2 separate regions of the Gossypium hirsutum genome follow, and region 1 is linked to region 2. The links are chromatin contacts, called in public Hi-C maps. All regions are on one chromosome and are shown on one strand. The core of a region is the stretch at or near the end of the contact, and the rest is flanking DNA. Distances in the headings are between cores, read along the strand shown. Region 1 holds the start of LOC107950548 (heat stress transcription factor A-1b-like). Region 2 holds the start of LOC107950542 (inositol-tetrakisphosphate 1-kinase 1).

What was found. Hi-C and Micro-C count contacts between places; a contact is called where the count stands out from the background.
Region 1: a contact with region 2 is called in a Hi-C map of leaf, with 2.1 times the contacts expected there. The contact joins the promoter of LOC107950548 here to the promoter of LOC107950542 in region 2. A contact is called at or near these places in 7 of 34 Hi-C or Micro-C datasets (hypocotyl, leaf and petal).

What each region holds. Positions count from the first base shown.
Region 1 is chrD03:8,506,575-8,510,623 of Gossypium_hirsutum_v2.1, forward strand. It overlaps LOC107950548 (heat stress transcription factor A-1b-like), which reads right to left and starts at 2,113. Exons shown (of 2, transcript NM_001327573.2): 1 at 1,595-2,113; 2 at 1-181. The coding sequence starts at 1,840.
Region 2 is chrD03:8,695,265-8,699,177 of Gossypium_hirsutum_v2.1, forward strand. It overlaps LOC107950542 (inositol-tetrakisphosphate 1-kinase 1), which reads right to left and starts at 2,089. Exons shown (of 2, transcript XM_016885413.2): 1 at 1,039-2,089. The coding sequence starts at 1,987. The coding sequence ends at 1,061. LOC121215336 (a long non-coding RNA gene) reads left to right here and starts at 3,152. Exons shown (of 2, transcript XR_005911146.1): 1 at 3,152-3,414; 2 at 3,555-3,913.

The sequences.
Region 1 (4,049 bases), core at 863-3,362, 190 kb before region 2:
CGAGCCCAAACGTCCCTACCTCAATGCAAGCTCCAACTGCCGAGCTATGAACTTGAGGTTGTTGATTACCATGGACATTAGCAGGTTTCCGCCTGCTGATAGTTTTCAAGAGATGTTTCTGACCTCTTAGGAACCCCTCATTTGCAAATTCCCAACGGTCTGGGTCAACTTTCCTAAAACCCTAAAGGAAAAAAGTTATGATGATCAATGACACGAGTTATCACATATATATTTTCCATACAATAGCAAGCCCACATATGTGAAAAGCAGGGTTGAATTTTAATATCTAATTGAATCACATATCATCCGTCTTGTTTGAGCCCCAATGCCTGACCACAATCAGTTAGTAATTACAAGCATAAACTTAACCTGCAGATAACAAACACAATTACAACTCGATGAGTTCTTCAGATCAAGGAGAAGAAAAGGTGATCAGAAGAATTCAATCCATAACATCCACCCTCTCCAACACATAAGCTTACAAATAATACTGTCCTAGTTTCTCGATCATGCTTTAGTTCACTTGTTGGTTAAAATAACATTTTCAGAGCCAAAAGAACTTGGAAAAAGAAAAATCAAAAGAAGAAAAGCTAACATGAGGAAATCAGGAAATGAATTGTCAATTTACTGAATCCCCTGAATTTAGCATCTTACTCAGATCAAATGTAGTTAGATCAAACATGGCAAGAACAAAGAAAAAGAATCAACAGCGGTAAAAACATGGAATATATATGCATCTCCAGAATTGATGGCATTTTAAACAAAAAAAACATCATTAAAGACATAGAATTTGTTTCAAAAACATGAAATCAATATAAAAAGCACACATGGAACAAACGCAAGACATTTCAGCTACTGATCTAAGAGCAGAAACACTATATATGAATATACTTTGTTTAATTCAAATTCAACATATAAGATTAATAGGAAAGAACTGCAATAAGTAGTATCATTTTATATGATAGTAAAATTGGTCAAAATATAAAAATGGTTAGTTGGGCATGCATGTGCATTCCATGGAAAATGGTTTTCAACCAATCATCCGCATGCCATTGACAATCCTATATAACAACAGGAACTGCATAAGCTAAGAGCTACCCAATATCCAATTTCGAAATGCACTAAGTAATATTTAAGATTGTTGTTATTAATATTAATACTAAACAAAATAATCACCACATTACGGTTGCAATTCCCAGTTCCTATATTTCAAATCGATATCCCAATTTAATTCAGTTTAGACAATTACTATACCATAAATTCATGATCCAACACTAATATGGTTCTAAAATCTCTCCTCCCACGAAACTTCATCTTTAAAACTATTCACAGTTCATTTCAATCTCATCTACGTATATTTCTTGAAGCCATATAATAGCAACCCAAGTTTCCATTAAAAGAAAAAACCAAAACCGTGAAAATCCAAACGAATTCAGAACCCCTTTAAACCTCAAAATCGTAATTCACCTCAAGAAATCACACATCAATCAGCCTACATATGTTCAAAGAATTGGAAGTCTAAAAACTAATAACAATAACAATAAGATAGAAAAGAAAAAAAGAACAAAAAGAACAAAATCAAAGAAATACCCACATAAGTATTGAGTTGTCTGACAAAGCTGGAGAAGTTATTGTGCTTAAAATACTTAGGCAGAAGGTCCCTTGAAAACTCCGGCACTTTCCAGACAACGAAACTGTTGTTAGCGCTACTCCACGAGATAACGGAGTTGGTCGATGGATCATCCACCACGTCGTAGGTTTTGCTGAGGAACGGCGGCACCGTGTTGCCGTTTGTGGCGACGGCATTCGCCGCTGATAATGAATCATGAAGGGAATCCATTTATCTTTTTTTTTAAAATAAAAAAATAAAGAAGTAGAAAACAAGTATTGGGAAATATTAGTTTTAAAGATCAGATGTGAGACGATTGGGCATGGAACGGGAGTGAAGGAAGGAAGCTATAGATTCTGTAGAGAGAGAGAGAGAGAAGAAAAAGGGTACTGTAATGGTAGGGTGGCTTTGTTTTTATTGTTTGGGAAGGATTGGATGAAGAAGAAAAGGAGGAGAAACACTAGTCTGACCGACACGTTGCTCTTTGTAAAACCATTTTCTAACCGTTTCCCAACCTCGCCATTTTTTTCCTTTTGCTTTAACTAACCGCTAAGGTTTTTTGTTTTTTGTTTTTTTTAAAATCTACTTATAAAATTGACGGAAATGACAATTTTGACCTAAAAGGAAGGCTGTTTAAACTGACCTGGCCATTTGGACAATCAGAAACTTGTCAAAATATTAGTTTGGAGAAGTGGATTGAATAAGTTGACTCGAGAACCCATTGATTTTGATAAAAATAAGTTGAATCGAGTGTTGGAACTAAATTTTTAATATATTTTTTAGTTTTTTTTAGTTTTTTAATAATTTATTTAATTAATCAGATAGGCCGGTAAAATCAGTCGAACCAGTTAAATTGACGAATCAATTCAACCACCGGTCTAATTTTAAAAATATTGGGTAAAAATATAATAAAAGTCTCTTTATTATATTTTGTATTGCAAGTCGATCTCTCTAATTAAAAAAATGAGTAAATTAATCTTTGTATATTACGAATAAGAGAAATATTTTTTTATTAGTTTTCTAAGGTTAATTGCTAATTATGTGGAGTTCTACTTTGACAATTTGGATTTAATGACATGTAAAAACTTTTAAAAATTACACAAAAAATCTATTAATTGAATTTTAAGTAATTACATGGCATATCATGTAATTTAAATGTTTAAAATTTAATATAAACTCAACAATATTTTAATCTTAATTATTAAAAAAAGTACTCTAAAAAATTATTGAAAAACACATTTAATGTTTAAAGAATTTCAAAGAAGAACCTTATCTCTTAAGTATGGGTTTGGATGGGCGATGCAGTATGTTTAGCTTACTTTTTGTCTCACGTTACAGTATTGCTATAATATCTAATCCAACCACCACCACTGTTTTTACACTACCACAGGTGTAATTCACCGTCCATCTAAATTCACACTAAACTTACCATCCCCAAATTCGAACAACCTTAAGTCCCAATTATGAAATTTATGTAATTTTAATCAATTCATGCTACCTTGAAATAGATCACCCAATTAAGTCAATTCTTCTGGTAGTTATGACCTTCGTCGTTATAAAACGCAAATCTTAAAATATATGCTTTTTTTATTATTTTTTATATTAATTTAATTAATTAGAGATAAAATAATTTTAAAAGAATATGATTTCTTTATAAATGAGTTTTAAAGGATTTAATTTTTTGATTTATTTCTTTAATAATTAAATTTAATTTAATTAAAGATAAACAATAATGACAAATGATGAATTTTGATTGGTTCAAAATTTCTAGATAAGTCTTAAATTTTTTTGCTTTCAGCTTTGAAGATCTTTTACAAAGGATGCCATCAATATATATATTCATTTGGATGGAACTTGGCAATGAAACAAAGAAGTCTACGTACCCTCATTTTTTAAGGACCAAGTCATAACGTAGTTCAATTTTGTTTTGGATTTGCAATTTAAGCTCATACTCAAGAGCATCATTTTTTTGATGAGCAGTTTATACTCATACTTAGAAGGTTCATTATTTATTTTGTGCGAACAGTTTAAGCGTGTTAAGAAGCATCATCATTTATTTTGGATGAACAATTTAAGCTCATTCTTCAGAACATGATCATTTAGGTTGAATAGTTTAAACTCGTGTTTAAAAGCATCAACATTTTGGATGAACAATTTAAACTTGTACTTAGAGCAATGTGACAATTTAATCTCATGCCCAGGAGCATTACTTTTTATTGGCTTTTTTTATATGTGGCTAGAGCCCAATCGTGATCATTCTGATATTCAAGAAACAAACAATTGCCCCCAGTCCTTTGGAAATCCGCTATCTTCCTTATTCTTGGAATCGGTGTAATAGGATCCAAAGAGCCAAATTTTATAGTTCTATCCATCATATTGAATTGAGAAACCGTAGTGGTTGGTTTCAAGTTTGATGATGCTACTTTTTCTTCAAACTCGA
Region 2 (3,913 bases), core at 839-3,338:
ATAGTTTCAGAAGAAATTGAAAATTCAGATAGATCTTATATCCGAAGGAGCGATGTGGGTGAGTGAAGAAATTATAAGACAATAGTATTGCAGTTACCAGAGTATTATCAATTTTTGAGGACAAAATTTTTTAAGCGGGAGAGAAATGTAAAATCCTCAAAATTTTAGGAATTTGAAACAATGATAAATAAATAGTGAATTAGTTATAATTTGAGAAAGTCGAAATTTGAACATTTTCAGTGTTATAAGAAAGTGAAGTCAGATACTGAAAAAGTTTGGAAAAGTCTATATATTGAGAGAAATAAATCTGGGGTATTAACTAGATTGTAAGAGAGTGAAAAGTATTGGAGGTAAATTGAGAAAATTAAGGTTAGAATGATTAAATTGAATTAAAAGAAAAAGGAGGAGGGATAGAGGTGAAAGTTTGCCAAAAGAAAGAATAAATCATACATGGTAGTATAGAAAAAGTTAAAAGGACAAAATGGTGATTATTTGAAAGAAATAATTATGAAAAGTGTAATGATTAAGGATTAAGGACTAAATTGTGTCAAAACATGATTGGTAAGGCAAAATGGTAATTAAGTCAACAGCTTAAGTATGACATAATACAAGAATATGGGACAAAGGAACTTCAGCTAACAAGTGACAGAAACCAAACTAAATTGGGTCTTTCCACCATCAATATTCCTTTCAAATCCTAGTTCATATCACTTATCTTATGTCCATCCCTAGCAAAAGCAAAAGCATGCTTGGATGATGAATTATTCTCCTCCCATTATCAAACTCCAAGGCAGCCCACTAAATCAAACTTTGTATTCACACCCAGATTCCCTGTGTTTGATCACCCATATTTGTATTCTAATAATATAGGCAAGTACAACTAGTTTGAGTTCCTCTACTTAAGAATTTGAGCAAAATTTGCAGCAAACAAGAACAAAACAAACCCACATTTGATATAGGAAACAAGTATGCGTCTATGATGATACAAAGCATGCCAATATGTGAGGTTATTAAAACCTGGAAATATTCAGAAAGTACCTATATTTGGCATCTCCAATCCTCAATTATCCCCGCAGTTTATGTCCTTGTGCACAACATCACGTAAAAAATCCGTAATGACAGACTCAAAATCCGGCATTTTGGCATACCCCGGAAAATAATTGATATCGATGACTAGGTAATTCTCCTTGTTTTTCCCATCCCTAATCACATCGAAATTAAACAAATTTAACCTCAATTCCTCCTTTAACCCTTCCACCAACTCCTTCACTAAACTCTCCGGGGGCATTTCCGTCTTTTCAAATTTACAACCTTCCCCTCCCCCTGCCGCTGCCAAATTCGAGACCTGCGAAAACGGCAGTGAACCTTTCAAATTTACCAGTTTCTCCTCCGAAATATCGGGTAACGACTTCCGTTTCACGCACCGGAAATATTTGCCGGCCACGTAGACTTTAAAGACGACGCCGCCGTGATTAACGAACTCCTGCAAAACAAACGGCGCCGTTAAGTTATTTAACCCATCTTTGTCGAAGATGAGGTGCAGTTTGTGCGACGTCTCACTGCCGTCCGCGTCTAACGGCTTCGCGATTAACGGAAAGTTGAGTTTCAAATTTTCCAAACCCGTAACTTCGGTAATGGTGATTTGTTTGGGGACTCCGGTGTTGTTTATTTTTAGTTTCGAAACAGTTTCGAGCATTGAGATTCTGTTTCGAAGGATGTCGATGGACTCTGGAGAGGCGATGATGGGGATGTTAGGGTTTCGGGAAGCGAAGTCTTGAAGATTTTGTTTCCAGTCGGAGTCGTACAATTTGTGGAGGATGCAATCGAAGGGTCCTTGTTGGATCAAAGGTTTGGTGGGGTCGATTTTGGTTAAAACAACGCCATTCTGGGAGGCGTGAGAAAGGAGGGACGGTACGATGAAAGTTTGCTCCTTTTTCGGAGTTAAAGCGTAGCCGATTTGGTAGGGTTTTGAAGAAAGATTTGACATTTTTGGGAGGGAGATCTGTTTGGAAGACGAGAAAGTTGAGGAAAGTAGAAGTTGCAGTGAGAAAATAATACATATGAGCTTCAGGAGAACGTGGCAAGTTGAATATATTTATAACACGTGTACTACTGCGTCCAGACTCAAATGTTAACTGAAAAGAAAAAGGAATAAGGAGAAAATACGGAAAAGTCAAATACGTAATTAGAATATAGAGATCTAATAAATAAATGACATGAACAATTTAAATTTAGTTAATAATATATCAGTATATAGAGGTGATAAAAAATTATAATATAATTAAATGTAAATATTAGATTAAAAGAAAATGATTTATTTATATAAATAGCATGTGTTTAAATCTGTAACTTTTTATTAATTTTTATAAAAAATAAAATATTAAGATACTTTTAAATAATATAAATTTTTAAAATACAGATTAATATTTTCATAATTTTTTTAATCAATTGGTGTTCGGTTGACTTTTAACATCAATCAATTAAGAGTTTAAATAATGGTATAAATAAGTTATATATAAGTGAGAGAAAACATTTTAAATAAAATAATTTGTTTTTAAAAAATTATTTAGTAATTACTATTGATATAATGGTAAATAATCACATTTATGATTGAATTTCTCAAAAATAATATTTTTTTTAAAATTACCAAATTAAATTTTTTTTAAGTATTGGAGTAGGCCGAAATAACAAAAAAGCTTCCAATTAGAAGCATTTTTAGCGGATTTATAGAAAAATGCTTCCAGTTAGAAGTGTGTTCCTTCTTGTCTGATTTTTTATTGTTAGGGTTTTAATTTTTTTTAAACAGGTTAAGGTTTCTAGGTTCTAGTGGTTTAGGGTTTTGTATATTTTTAAAGTTTTTTTTTATATATTCTTTAGATTTTTAATAATTTTTGAGATGTAAAGTTAATAATTATTTAATTTGATATTTACAACAATTGTATTTACACCAATCATATATTCGAATTGTAACATTTAATTCAATTCATAATCTAAAATCGAACTCCTCGATTCAATTAACTTCTAGTTTGTAATTTTTTTCTATTTTTACGAATGCAACTGAGTTTTGATCAGATTTTTTTTACAGGAGGTTGAGGTCAATCAGATTTTTCGGTACATTTTTTTCGAACTTTCAGTGCATTTTTTACGGGTGGTTGAGGTTGATCAGATTTTTTACGGGTGGTTGAGGTTGATCAAATTTCTGGAAATGCACTGAAAACACGTCCTACGTGGTGCGTTTTCCCTCTAACGCTTTCAGCGCATGCAAACTTCCACTCACCTCGGCTTTATAAAAGGATGGTTTTTAGCATTGAGTGGCATAAAGCAATTTCGAGCAAACAAAATTGCAAGAAGAAGAGGAAGTTGGCAAGATGTTTTATAAGGCTTAATTTGAAGCAACCACGCAATTTGCATTAAGTAAGGATCTATTTTTGTTGTTCATATATAATTACAACATTATTTTTTTGCATAATGTTTTTGTTTTGAACATGTGGAACATGTTATTTCGTTGAAAATGAGTGGATAAATTAATGTTATTGTTTATTACGATGATGAAGTCCATGACGTCGAGAATGGGGTTTTTTTTATAACACAACGCAATTGGCTTTTAACCCAAACATACAATTGCCAAAACTGCGTAGAAGAATTAGGCGAAAAATCGTCGGATCCAATCAGATGAAAGTACCATAATTGGAATATCGATTTTGTGCTTCGATCAACCTCGTCAAATATGATGCTTTCGATATCAAAGACGCAAGGGGGTTGAGGCAATGGTGCAGACGCATATTACTAGTGTATCACTAATACTCGAGTTATATGCGATGTTTGCAAACACAGATGAAGGCGCTTGGAGGTCAAAATATGTTCCAGTTCGAGAGGTCAGAACGGAAGAACAAGCTTCAAGATTCTAACGACA